Regions from separate parts of the Sus scrofa genome. Here region 1 is linked to region 2. A link is a contact called in public promoter capture Hi-C data. All regions are on one chromosome and are shown on one strand. Each heading gives the region's core, a stretch centred on a gene start, on an enhancer-like site or on the middle of the called end of the contact. The rest is flanking DNA. Distances are from core to core; before and after follow the strand shown. Region 1 holds the start of RBM33 (RNA-binding protein 33). Region 2 holds the start of UBE3C (ubiquitin-protein ligase E3C).

The links. Promoter capture Hi-C pulls out the DNA fragments that hold promoters and counts their contacts.
Region 1: a contact with region 2 is called in a promoter capture Hi-C map of liver, with 4 times the contacts expected there. The contact joins the promoter of RBM33 here to the promoter of UBE3C in region 2. A contact is called at or near these places in 2 of 5 promoter capture datasets (fetal liver and liver), 1 of 47 Hi-C or Micro-C datasets (skeletal muscle) and 1 of 2 datasets of contacts at active chromatin or transcription factors (alveolar macrophages).

Annotation. Positions count from the first base shown.
Region 1 is chr18:2,674,296-2,678,479 of Sscrofa11.1, reverse strand. It overlaps RBM33 (RNA-binding protein 33), which reads left to right and starts at 2,276. Exons shown (of 20, transcript XM_021079037.1): 1 at 2,276-2,421. The coding sequence starts at 2,379.
Region 2 is chr18:1,652,957-1,656,949 of Sscrofa11.1, reverse strand. It overlaps UBE3C (ubiquitin-protein ligase E3C), which reads left to right and starts at 2,676. Exons shown (of 22, transcript XM_021079034.1): 1 at 2,676-3,054. The coding sequence starts at 2,989.

The DNA of each region.
Region 1 (4,184 bases), core at 1,027-3,526, 1.0 Mb before region 2:
ATTTTCTCTTTGCTCCTTTGTTTTGAAGCAATAAAAACTTACCAAGTTCAACAGACAGTAAAATAAAACACTTTTATTCTGAACCACTTGAGAATAAGTTCATGACTTATGCCCTGTCACCCCAAGTACTTGTGTAAAAGGAAAGAACCAATCTGACTCCACATTGGATTTTTTTTTTTTTTTACTTTAACCTTTGTACTCTATTGAGTTTACTGTACGTTAATCACTAAAAGAATGTTGCCTATAACTTGAAATATGCAGGACAGCCCATTCTCAAGGATCTGATCTTTAAAGGTCTAACACTTCTCCATCCATGTAGCAGAAAAAAAAGCTGCAGAATAGAGAGTAGCGTTTGTCTTGGTGGAGATTTATAGGAAGACTGTGACCAGACCCAGGGGACAGCTTCAAGAACAAAGGATTCTGGTACCAAGAAGTTTGCAACAAGCAACCACAACCGTTCCTCTTTTAGTATAAAAGAAGGCGGTTCTTTGTGACGTGATCTTCTTGGTCTGCTGGCTTGGTGAATACAACGACTTGTCTCTCCGTTTATTGGCCTGGCATGGGAAAGTGGTATGAGAGTGGTAACAGTTTAGTCTGCACTCTCTACAAAGACATACCACTTACAATCATCAAAATAAGGAAGTTAATTTTGCTGTATTACTCCCATCTTATCTTCAGACTCTGGATTTTTGCAAGTTGTTTCAATAACATTCATTACAGTGAAAGGATCCAGTTCAGAATCATGTATTGGATTCAGTGGTCATGTCTTTTTTTTTTTTTTTTTTGTCTTTTTAGGGCTGCACCCACAGCATAGGGAGGTTCCCAGGCTAGGGGTCTAATTGGAGCTGTAGCTGCTAGCCTACGCCAGAGCCACAGCAACGCCAGATCCGAGCTGCATCTGCGACCTACACCACAGCTCATGGCAACACCAGATCCTTAATCCGGCCAGGGATCGAACCCAAAACCTCATGGTTCCTAGTCAGTTTCCTTTTCGATGTCCCACGACAGGAACTCCGGTCATGCCTTTTCTTCTTCAGTCTGAAACACGTCCTCTGGTTTGGCTTTCATAATTTTGACACTCGAAGATTAAAGGCCAACTGTTTTGTGGTATGTCCCCCATTTTTTTGGTCCTTACTTTTTCGAGATTAGACTCAGTGAGGTATCTGTGACAGGATTTTATCACAGAAGCGATGCTGTTTCTTCTTACTGCATCCTTTCCGGTGGCACACAATTCAGATTTACCCCATTCCTGAAAATTTTTACTTCCTTCAGTTAAGGTGTTTCAGAGGCTTTTCCACCTGAAATTATTCTTTTCCACTAACAGTGCAGCGCTCCCCTGTGCCACTTGCAATTCTGGAATCCTAAGAAGTCCTTTGACACCTCCGAGCCAAGGTCTTTGCTCAGCCTTCTCTTTCCACCCTTTCCTTTCCCCATAAGCCCTACATTCATTGTTACTGAAGCAACCTTTGCAGCTTGCGTGTTCTTAAAGGCCTCATTACATCCGCACCGGTCTTCCCCGTCCCCAACTGCCAACAAGTCAGAAGTCGCCTTCGGATGCCTGATCCCAAGCATCCCTCAGCCTTCTACAACTCTTATCTCCCAGGACCCTTCCCTTAAGGTCACTTGTTAGCATCCCGCTGTGGACAAGTCTTGCGGCTCAAACGCTACCTCTCGCGCACATGTCGCTACGGCGGCCGTTCCGGCCGCACCCGCTCAGCGCACCTGCCTCCGCCGCAGACCCCCCAGTGCGCATGCCCGGCACCACCCCCACGGCGTGCTCGTCCCCGCTGTCAGCCCGCAGCGCAGTTTACTCCGCCCCCCGCCGCGCGCCGCACAGTCCAGACACAGAAAGCAAGCTCCGGCCCCATTACCGGGCGCGGGATCTCCTCCCTCACTCTTCCAACGGGACCTCCGCCGGCCGTAAAGCTCGGCGCCAACTGCTGCAAAGCGACTCACGACAGAGCCCGGGGCCGAACTACGGCGGGCCGCCGCCCCCGCCCCCTTCAAACATTGGGGTTTCTGGAGCGGAACGAGGCGGCCGCTGGTGTGTTTGCCTTCCGCCCTCGGCCTGCGTCCCTCGGAGGCGGCTCGGAGCCGCCGCGGCCTGCAGGGGAGGCCCCGCGCCGGTGCCTCCCGGCCGCCATCATCCCGGCGTGCACCTCGGCGGCGGGCCGAGCCGGCGGCCATGTTGCGATAGTTTGTTGTTTTCTTCCTGCGGAGGAGCAGGCCGGAGGGGCCCGCGACCCGCCGGCCGCGCCGCCCCCCGCGCCCCCGGCCCGGCCCGCCGCCCCGGCCCGCCGCCCCCCGTCCTCCCTGCGCGTCCCCGGGCCCCGGCTGGCTTGGTGGGGCGAGGCTGAAGGCCGGGCCCAGTGCACACCATGGCGACCGCCCTGGGAGCGGGCGGAGGAGCCGGCGCCGGAGGTAAGGGAGGCGGCGCCGCGCGGGAGGCGGCTGTGGCGGTGGGGGTTCCGGGGGCCGCTCCTGGCCGTCGGGGGTCTGGTCCCCTGAGAGGCGGGCGGGGGTCGGGCCTCGGCGTGCCCGCCGCCCTGGCGTCGCCAAGCGCCAGGCCCACCGGAGGCGGGGCGCCGGCCTGGGTGGGGGGCAGCTGTGGCCCCGGGAGGGTGGTCCCGACGGTTCCGGGAGGTTTCCAGGCCGGTGCCGCAACCGGGCCAGACCGAGGACGGGTTCTGAGAGAGCGGTCTCCGCGAGCTGCTCTCGTGCTCTGGGAGCTCCTCAGTCGTGGGGTACGAGCCCACTAGTGCTGGGTTATCAGCACCTTGCAGACGTGGGAACCGGACCGAAGAGGTTTAGATACCGGTGCAGTGCCTTTGGGTGTTTCCTTCGTTGTCCAAGCGTAGATGAGTTCGAGAGGGTACTTAGTGAAAACACATTTCAGGTAAAATCACTTTTTGGTTGGAACCCCATTTTGTGGATGGAGGGCTTTTTTTTTTTTTTTTTTTTTTAATAATGGGAAAAAAAACCCACTTGAAAGTGACTTGTATGACTGTTCGAAAACTTTGATGAAGGAGCCCCTTAGATGATGAAAGTATGAACCGCGACAGCATTTGAGGTTGTTTTCGTTATTGAGACGTGTAACCATCCTTTTGTGTATTTTTTTTTTTTTTTTAGTGATGCTTGCTTATGAGCACGTTGCCATAGTCCTGCCTAGGACTTTGAGACGCTGCTTTGGCAAAATGAGACCAAACGCAGCAATGTCGCTCCTGGCAGTACGATTTGGTGTAGACTTTTTATTTATTTATTTATTTTTTGGTCAGATGACTTTTGCGTGTTAGAGCTGAAGCTTTCCAGTTAAAGTTTGAAAAGATGTGTTCTTTTCTTAGTTGGTTGCTTTCTGGCGGTCAAAGTCGTGGTTTTGTATCCTTGTCACAGTATAGTCTGGAAACTCCTGGGTCAGGACTGGTTTCATTAATGCTAAGGTTATTTGCATGTTTCACCCCTCTGAGCATCGAGGAGTTTTCCCGAGGCTGTGTGACACGTGAACGCTTTGTCGTGTAGACGGGTGAGGGAATGTGTTCTTATGTTTTCATGTTTCTCATTTTTACTTTCGAAGGAAGCAAATGTCAGTGAATGCAGTCCACAGAAACAGAAGCTTTTTGGCGGCCTCAGTAAATCTGAGTCCAGAAAGTTTGGGAATTGCTATTTTAGGGGGTTAGGTAGGCTTGATCCTTTGTGATTTTTCCCTAGTGCCTGGTTTCCCATCGCTCTTAGTCTAAAGGCAGACTCGAGGCACCGAGGCGCGTGAGTTCTGCAGGCTCGGCCCCCCGCCTCCCCAGGCTGTTGGTCAGCCTGCCCTCCCTCTGGTCTCCTTCAAGCTCCTTGCCAGGCCGATCTTCTGTCCCACGTGTGTCTATCTCTTCCTTTCGTGCCTCCCTCTCCTTGGTTCGGTGGCACCCTAGTTTCTTCAGAACATTTATGGCAGTTTGTAATTTTATTTGGTTATTTCCTTTTTTAAAACGTCTCTTCTTAACAAGACTATGTTAAGTAGTCTGTAAGCCCCTTGAGGACAGGAATGCTGCATGTTTTACCTTCCTTGTATTCCAAGTTCCTGGCATGTTCAACAAATATTTGAGGAGTGAATGAAAGTGAAAACTTTTCTCTCTGAATCCCTTTGCACCCTGTTGGCAAACGTAAGTTGCACATTTACAGCTGTGTGGCCTTTTACG
Region 2 (3,993 bases), core at 1,427-3,926:
AGCATATGGAAATTCCCAGGCCAGGGATCAAATCGGAGCTGCAGCTGCAGCACTGCCAGATCCTTAACCTGATGCGCCACAGCGGGAACTCTGTATACTTCTTCATAGTTTTATTCATTGGAATGTCCGTGGTATTTTATTGTTGGGGCGTCTAAACATCATCACTTAATCTCATCGCATGGGTTCCGGTGAACGGCAGCAGGCGGTATGGTTGGGCATGACGTGGGATGGTAGGTGAAAGGAAAGCATTTCCAGACTTAGATGTACAGTGGCCTTGGTGCTAATTTAATGAATGTTCTCTTTGGACCCGCTCCAAAATCCCTGGAGCCAACACTTCCATGGTTCACGGGTAGCCCCAGAATGATCCCAAAAGAGAGGGGGGGTATCCTCAGGGACAGCAAAGACAGAACCTACCAAATGGAAGGCTGCTGCTCTGCAGCTCAGCCACGACAGCCAAGATGCTCCAGGGCCTTTTCTGCAGAAAGAGCTCTTCCTGTGTGCATGAGTTCCGGCACCAGAATTTGTAACAACAACAAAATGGTGTCAAACCACAGGGACCCCAGAGACATTGAGATAATAAATGACAGCACCTCCTTTAGGAGGGGCATAGCCCCAGAGGTACCCCGATTTTACGCAGGGAGACATCTGACCTTCAGCATGCTAAGGTAATAAATTTGGGTTGTTTAAGCCACGAAGTTTGTGGCAAGTGGTTACAGCAATGACAGGAAACCAAGAGAGATGGACAGACATGTTCGGAGTCAATTTAGAAAATTTGAAAACCACCCAGCAGACAGAGGCAACACACCTTAATTATCAACAAAGCTGGTGGTGGAGAAGGAGGCTTGGTGTTCTGGTTAAATGGGATTTTCTGCTCCTCACTCCTGGCCTAGACCTTGAAAGGGTTTATTTGAGGCAAAAGCTGAGACCTCAGAGCCGACTCACGTACTGAGGGCACATACGGGCTATTGCCAATCTTTTAAATCTTTGCTCATCTAAGAGGTTAAAAAAGGGATATTTTATTTATAAAACCTGTAAAATTTCAAAGTGGATAAAATTTAGATATTTTGGTGAAACAAGGATTTCTTGACATATCAGAGTAGTTTATTAACTGGAAAACTGCACTAATCAGTGGCTTTCAAAGGTTTTTTGATCCTGGCTATTGCCACCTATAACACGTGTATACACAGTTTGAGCATGCGTACGTGTCTGTGTGTGTGTATGGCAGGGTTTTTCAAAATGAAATTGAAACCCACTAGTGGGTTGTGAAATGTACTTAGTGGTTTGCAACTAGTATTTTATGGTTTTTCTTTTTGCTTTTTTTAGGGCCAAATCTGCGGCCTATGGAAGTTCCTGGGCTAGTGGTTGAATCTGAGCTGCAGCCGCCGGCCTACGCCACAGCCATAGCAACGCTGGATCCCAGCTGCCTCTTCGACCCACACTGCAGCTCCAAGCAATGCCAGATCATTTAACTCACTAAGTGAGGCCAGGGATCAAACCCGCATCTTTATGGATACTACTTCTTAATCCACTGAGCCACAATGGGAACTCCCACAACCAGTATTTTTTTTTTTTTAAGGCAACTGATTAAAAAATAGCACATCCTGGAGTTCCCGTTGTGCTTCAGCAGTAATGAACCTGAATAGTGTCCATGAGGATGTGGGTGCGATCCCTGGCCTCGCTCAGTTGGTTAAGGATCTAGCGTTGCGGTGTGGTATAGGTCACAGACTCGGCTGGGATCCTGCATGACTATGGCACAGGCCAGCGGCTGCAGCTCCAATTAAACTCCTAGACTGGGAACTCCCATAGGTAGCACATGTCGTTCTAAAAAGCAAACAAACAAACAAAATAAATAACAAATAGTTCATTTGACACAGTAATGAAAAATAAGCTTTTTTTTTTTTTTTTTTTTTTGTCTTTTTAGGGCCTCACCTGCGTCATATGGAGGTTCCCAGGCTAGAGGATGAATCGGCACTGTAGCTGCCAACCTGTGCCACAGCTTACAGCAATGCCTGGACCCTTTAACCCACTGAGCAGGGCCAGGGATTCACCCCGTGTCCTCATGGATACTAGTCGGGTTGGTTACCACTGAGCCACATGGGGGACCTCCGAAAAGTAAGCTTTTGGTTTCAGTTGTGTGTATATGAAATATATGTACATATATATTGATGTATAAGTGTATGCATGTGCTATATATGTATGTGAATTTGATATTTGTGTGCATGTGATTTTATGTGTATGTGTACATGATATACTTTTATGCATGTGTACATATGCATATCTGTATATGTGTGTGTATATGCATGTATGAAGCTCACACATAACTAGGTCGCAATGTTAAATGCATGCACTCTCTACAGGGCATTAAGTAATCACCCTGATCTTTTTCCTCCCGGATGGGTCAAGTTCGGTATCTTATCGGAAGCTACGAGTCCGCTTCCCAGAAAAGGGCACAAACCAGACCGACTTCAGGGTGCACCCGCCGTCGGAGCGCCGCGCGCGCCCCCGCGGTCGCGCCCCCGTCCCCAGGGTACCTGCGCCTCACGAACGCGCCCGGCCCCGCCCCTCCTTCCCACGCTCCGACGCAGGTCGGCGCGGGCGCGCGCACGCGGGAGGTGCGCGGGGAGAAGCGCCGTGGCGTCGGGCGCGCGCACGCCGGCGGGGCGGCGCACGGCAGCGGCGGCGGCGGCCATCTTTCCTCCCGCGGCCGTTCCTGGTGCAAGTGCGGGGTCCGCGGCCCTCCCAGCGCTCGGGCTCGGCCGGAGCAGCGGCCAGGCGTGGATGACGGGGAGGTGGGCGAGGCCGCCCCGCAGCGTCGCTCCTCCCCCCGCCCGAGGTCAGGCCGGGCGGACAGCGCGCCCGGGTGGCTCGGGGTCGCTCCCCGGCGCGGCCTCGTCCCCGCCGCTCCCCTCCCGCCGGGACCCCCCGGGCCCGCCCCGCCCGCCCGGGCTCAGAGGGTCGGGCTCCTCCCAGATGGGATAGGCTGTAAAGATGTTTAGTTTTGAAGGGGATTTCAAAACGAGGCCCAAGGTGTCTCTCGGAGGCGCGAGCAGGAAGGTAAGAGCGGCCTGCGTGCGGCGGCGTCTCGGGGCCTGGGCGGGGCCGGCCGCGCGGACCCCGGGCGGGGCATCTGTCCCCGCGGCAGGGACGGCTCTGGGTCACCTGCCCCGACGGCGTACAGCGGGTCTGGGAGGAAGGCTGCAGGGGACTCGGGCTTTGTGGACCGGAATCGCCCAGAAGGCCAGGGATGCTGCGGGTGGACGGGCTTTTTTCTATTTGGATGGTGAGACGCACAGGACACAGTGTTTCTTTCCAGAGAGGCGCTTTAGATGCTTTATCACCCTTGACACTGCGTAGTGACTGCATTTAGAACGCTCCCTGGGGTATTTCCTGTTGTAGAAAGTAAGCACACTGTATTTGTTCGTGACAGCCGTCTGAAATTGAGGCAGAACTCCTCATTGGCCGCGTGTTTGAATCCGGGGCTACGGAGATGACCCTTTACCAGCCTCCTGGAAACATTTCTGGAGAGTCTCTAGGACTTTTTTTCTGTTACAGTGGCTCGTGTAATTCTCCTTAGGATAGCAGTTTGGAATAACGGTGGACAAAGTAGTCACTCTGCTGTCCTCTCTACTGACTGGCGTCTGTCGATCCGGTGGAATTGCTAGTAACTCCCTCAGCCTCGATATTGCTTCATCTGCTTGTTTTCCACCCCTTCTCCACTGGCTCCCTTTCCTGCCCGTTTTAGTTTTATCAGACTAACAGTCACACATGGTTCCCTGTGCTTAGCGATTGAAGAGTTTTAAGCGAGTACAGGGGGCTGGTTGTTGAGTACATCCTTTTCTAAAAAATGTCCTTTAAATGCTTTACGTGGCCTTTCTTCTGTATTCGTATGTTCTGGGTGGTACACTTCATGACGGGGGGACCCTAAGAGGATGCTCAAGTCCATGTTAGACTATGTTTTAAATTGTGTGTGATGGTTTCTGAGGGTAGGGGAGT